Linked DNA regions of Columba livia: region 2 is linked to region 1. Evidence: chromatin contacts called from public Hi-C data. All regions are on one chromosome and are shown on one strand. The core of a region is the stretch at or near the end of the contact, and the rest is flanking DNA. Distances in the headings are between cores, read along the strand shown. Region 1 has its middle 26 kb from the start of TAPT1. Region 2 overlaps LDB2 (LIM domain binding 2).

Region 1 (2,700 bases), core at 21-2,520:
GGGGTCACCCCCAGGGAACCTGCAGGAAGCCCTGACCCCTTTCAGGCTGAGCTGAACCAAAAGTTATCACAAGGCTCCTCCTCACAGTGGCGTGAAGTGAACCAGGACAGAACCATGAACGGAGTCTGGCGTCAATGTCTCCGCAAAGCACTTGGCCCAAAGCCCAGCTGGCTCCGTGGGAGCCCGTCGTGCTCCTGTGGGCATCATGCTGCAGTGGGGAGGGCAGGGAGGCTCCACGCACCCACCCTGGCAGGCACTGTGGGCAACGCTCAGCTCATGAGTGGGGACACAAAGCAGATCCCAGATCCCAGTGTACATCATTTATTTAGGCTATAACCACTGTAACCGATGGGAACAAATTGCTAGCCCTTTTCTAATGACAGCTCGGGAGAAAATGTGAGATGAAGCAGAGCTTCAGAGGGGCTTACAGAGGGTGGTGGTGGTGGTTTGCTTTACCTCTTTGGGTTTTCTGTTATTTGTCTATAAAGAGCTTATATTCTCATGAAGTTTTTTTAAATGAGTGAAAACCTAAAAAAAAATACCATGATGGCCAGGAAGTGACTCTACATCCACTGTCACCCACACGATGGAGCTCTCAGCTCAGGAGCAGGGAGGCTTTTCTTTGTGTTCGAGAAAAATGAAACGTTTGTACTCTCACCCTTTTTTAATTTTTATCTTTTGCTAATATAATGCAGATTGGCTTTATACATTATTTATGGCACTCAGAACTGGTATAGGGAATGCTGCCACTCATTTTAATGATTTAGGTATGTTTTTTATTATTATTACACTGTATAGACTTTGGAAAACCTTCATTTGGATCCCATTTAGAATACAGGAAGTTGCCCAAAGCTTGGATGTGAACCTTAATTTACTGAAATCCTTGTAAGGCTGAGAATATTTACTGCTGGCATTTATTGCTCCTGTGAGAGTCAGAGCAAGGGTGGGGGGTGGGGGAGAAAAAGAGAGGAAAGGAAAGACAACCGTAACTCCAGCCAAAAAAGCCAAGAACATATGTTGGAGCTGTGTGAGTGCAGCAGCAGGGTAATCTGCCTCTGAGCCGCTCTGCCGAGACGAGGAGGTGCCTCACTGCCTCGGAGATTCAGGAGAACTCAAACAGGGCTTGTCCTTTGGGGAGATGAGTCTACTTTTTCAAAGCCTGTCCTTATAAAGCGGGTTTTACTACCAGTTAGTACACTTGGCTTGGTGCGCTCTGTAAAGGATCAGGCCCTTTTTCTGAAGCCGCAGAAGTCGCTTTGGGCATCTCCCTGCGCTCTGCAAGTAAAGACCGTGGGGGTTTTAGCAATGCAGAGTCGCAGCGGTTCCAGGCGTGCACGAAGGAAACCCCACGCAGGATCCCTGGGCAGCCCTGGCTGGGGCGAGGGGGTTGCTGCAAACCCACCATGGTGTTGCAGGGGGCTGGAGAAGGTGACCCAGCAGCCAGCAGTAATGGAAGCAGGAGAAGATCTCTTATTTTTCCTCCTCCTTTCAGGTACTTTGTGCCTGTGCAATAATAACAAGTCTATACCAGCTTTGGTTAAAACTTGCAGAGAAAAATATTCCTAGGACAGAGGCAGTCTTTGCTCAGGCCACAAGTACAGCTGATTTCATTGGTCTCCAGCCTTTCAGAAAATAAGGGGTCTTCATTTCAGGAAAAAGAACAAGTGCCCCAGTAGTTCCCACAGTGTTTTTTTTACTTTAAAGAAAAGCAGAGCAAGATTTTTTAAATAACTTTTTTTAGGTATTTGCTTTATGCTTCCCTGTTTCTCCAGCCCCCTTTCATTCAGCTACTTAGCCTACCTTTCAGCCAGTCTCTGGTGGCCTGTTTGTCCTGCACCCCGACAGTTAAAATGGCTAATAAAGCAGCTGGCAGGAGGATGAATGAAGGGCCTACAGCAGATATTGCCCCATTGTGGAAAAACCCCAACAATTGTGAAACTTTGATATGTCTATGCTGAAATTTCCTCAGAATCCTGTATACTAATGACCAGAGATTTCTTAAATGGGAACTCTGTTTTGTGAATCTCTAAAAAAATGCAATGTTTTCTGAAGAGCAGTTTAATTTAAGAGATTGCGTATTTACATGAAATGCCCGCCCCTGTTTGTTACTGTTATTACTGAAACAGCTTTTGATGAGATACTGTTATTATTGTGAATTTAGATATACTTTGTTAGTATATAATACCAGCACTGTGAAAAGAACAAAGCGTTGCTCTACAAGGTGCACCAACGTGTGGTGAGAAGACAGTTTTTTCCCCAGCTGCTGATAGTCAGAATGTGGCCATACAGGAAAGCAGGAGCAACTGGGAGATGGCAAAAGGAGACAAAGTCAGTCTATGTAAAACTGTCCCTCTCTTATGAGCTATATACTGCGTGCAATAGTGTAGTGAGTCCTAGGTGCAAAAGATTATGGCCAAGGTATCAAATCTCAAATATAGCTCAGTTAGAGAACATGATTGAAACAGCAAGTACATGAAACTGAAAGATCTGCTTTCATGATACACTATCTAGATACTTACAGTATAATTATAATCATAATACCAGATTGTCTCCTGCATAAACACCTAACATCTCTCCAGTAAAGACCTTCTGAAGTACCTCGAAAGATGTGCAGATAGCTCAGATGTGCAATGTCTGCACCTAGAATTAGGAAAATTGCAATGAAGACGTTTGCAATTGCTTGTAGAGCTGGGAGGTTAG
Region 2 (2,700 bases), core at 181-2,680, 410 kb after region 1:
GCTTGCTCATTATGAACACAGGACTTCTGTTATTATGGTTATTTTCAGAAGACTAACACATTTTTTTCCTCAATTCTAAGCTTATATGCCTTGGCCAGCAAAGTAGCTGAGTCAGCCCCTGGAGATATGAACCTGTGATTCTAGAAAAAAACTCTACATTTTAATATTCAGAAAGGTGTAGTATTAAATCATTTTTCCAGCCCCAATGTCGCAATAGGGAAGTTGAGTGATGCCTTCTAAAATCAAGCAATGAGGACTCTGTGCATAAGCAAAGGTACCTATCAGGCACCCACAGATTTACTCAGTGACAAGCCAGGAAAACCTTTACCCAGAAACTGTTTTATTAACAGTATAATCACAAGTCTGTTAGCAGTCATCAGCTCTGAGCTAGCTGATGAAGTAGCAGGACAAATAAAGTCATCCTCTTCTGGTAAGGCTTTGCAGAAATAAAATATTTTTAATACCTCTTCAGCAGTGCTTGGGGATAATTTTCCTGAATAGCCAAAAAAAAAAAAAAATCCCCTAAAGCACTGTAGCCATACATTGCAGGTAGAACACAATGAGCTGAAAACTGAGCTCTTTCCTCTGTGCCATGAAGATATCTTTGTATTCCAAAGCATCTTCAACAGTCAGGGCTAAACCACCATTGGCCTCTCTTTGAAAACTTGCCACTCCCAGGTCAAGAAAATGAAACCACTGATAGCTTACACGGCCACCTTCACCCAACATCAGCACAAAGTGTCTCAGGCACATACACGATTGCTTTCCTAAAAAAAACAAAATAGAGAGAGACTGACAAAACACATATTTAGTCTCCTCCATGAAGGGATCACTTACCCCTCGGCCTTTCCCCTCAAGTGGAGAATTTTGCTGTCAATTGCTGATCATTAAATGATTAGAAGAGAAGAATTGTGAATGTAATCATTAGACTTTTATTTCTCGAGGTGTTCAGCAGGGGTTAGAAATCAGTCTCCATTAAAATATTTTTCTTAGGCTCTGTTGAATCCCAAGAGCAGAGAATAGACATGAGTAGGAGATGTTTATACAGCACTGCAGCAGAGGAAACAGGTTTTCCTTCACTAAAAGGCCAAAGTTCATTTTCTTGGAATAGTAGCATACATTCCAAAATGGTGTCTCACATTTACCAAGAGCTATCAGTGGACAAGTGAAGAAGATTTATGTCCAGATTCAAATATATTTCTCCTACATACAACAGTAAAAGGCCAGACCATTCAGTACTTAATCAGGTTTTGAGTCTGAATTTCCAGCCTTGCTTATGATCGCCACATATCTTGTGTAGGCTGATTAATCCTTCTGACTACTGATTGTAACACATGAACAGGAATCCAGAAGCCCCACCCCACATGAAATTCCAAGAAGGAAGTGTACTTTGACAATTGATTTTTGCATGTATAGACTGACTTCTTAATCCGTTACAACCTAGGGGTTTTTAATTCCTTTCAAAAAAAAGTAAAATATTGTCCCTTTTACAGTTATGGTGCTGTATACAAACAGTAACTAAAATAATTCTGTATTCAAAACGGCTAACATACTGGAAAAAAGAAATACTAACTCTTCCTTGTGTAGTTAAGAGGATTGCATAGCAGACTTTTTCCTGAAGTTGGGGAACACAATGACTCCTTACCGACTATGCTATGGAGTCCATAGGTATGAGTTTTTATAGACAATACAAAAGTTCTTACATACAAATGATTTTCTGCTTTGTACAAATTTAAAACAAAAATGGAAACAAAGCTTTGTGTTTCTCCTAGATCAGTAGTGACACCTAGTGACCAAGGCCTAAAGCAACAGCACTCGAAGAGGACCGATTTTCATAAAACTGCTGCATTACATTACAAGAAAATAATGTTGGCTGTGGACAAAACCACCTCCACAAAAACTCTAGGGTGTGGCAGGAGGACAAAAAATAAATAAATACTGGCCTTAGTTAGGGAGAGATTTAAAATTACATAGAAATGCTACATCTGCTTTAAAGAACAATGTGCTGCAATTCAAAGAGAAAGGAAGGGATGCTTTTCACAAGCAGGGCAGAAATCATTCGGACAGGTAGAGTATAATTACCCATTGAAACCTGGAAAGGCTCTGGGGCAAAGAGTTCCTACACATGAACTATGTTCACAGGACAGGGGACACCTCCTGGTTGTAAGAACCCCGGTTTTCCATTTCATCTCATCCAAAGAGGATAACAACCAGAATAGAGTGCAACGGCTCCAGCGTTATGCTTATTCTGGTACATGTTCTTGCTGATATAGGTAAGACTCACTGACACAGCTACATTAAAATAAGTTTTTCCACCCAACATGCACCAGAGAGGTCTCTATCTGGACATACTACTCTAGAACAAAAATTATTTGGTTACTGATAATTACCTGGATCAATAACCTGTGGACACAGGGTAACACTGAAAAGACTACAGTCTTCTCATAGGCCTTTCTAGTATTGGTCATGCATTCTGTTCTATATGACTAAGGAAAAGCTATGCAGGTACATGTGTTCCCCAAGTAGGTGGCTAGCTCCAATCTGTAAGCCACCTTTACTTTGTGACATGCTGTGCACATTGTAATCTTTTCCCAAGTGGCAGTAACACAGAGGCTTGGCAAGCTGCAGTAATGCTGATCAATTTCATGGGAACAGTCATTGCTTCAGAGGAGAAGGATGCCACTTCTTTCCTGAGAATCG

What was found. A called contact is a pair of places that touch in the nucleus more often than the background predicts.
Region 2: a contact with region 1 is called in a Hi-C map of crop, with 5 times the contacts expected there. The contact joins two enhancer-like sites. A contact is called at or near these places in 2 of 2 Hi-C or Micro-C datasets (crop and liver).

The regions. Positions count from the first base shown.
Region 1 is chr4:16,591,986-16,594,685 of bColLiv1.pat.W.v2, forward strand. No RefSeq gene overlaps it. Among named protein-coding and RNA genes, the nearest start is that of TAPT1, 26 kb to the left of the region's middle. Within about 2 kb of position 1,271, at least 2 of the 3 cell types and tissues checked have an H3K27ac peak away from gene starts, as active enhancers do.
Region 2 is chr4:16,997,696-17,000,395 of bColLiv1.pat.W.v2, forward strand. The region is part of intron 1 of LDB2 (LIM domain binding 2); the gene reads right to left. Among named protein-coding and RNA genes, the nearest start is that of LDB2, 13 kb to the right of the region's middle. Within about 2 kb of position 1,431, at least 2 of the 3 cell types and tissues checked have an H3K27ac peak away from gene starts, as active enhancers do.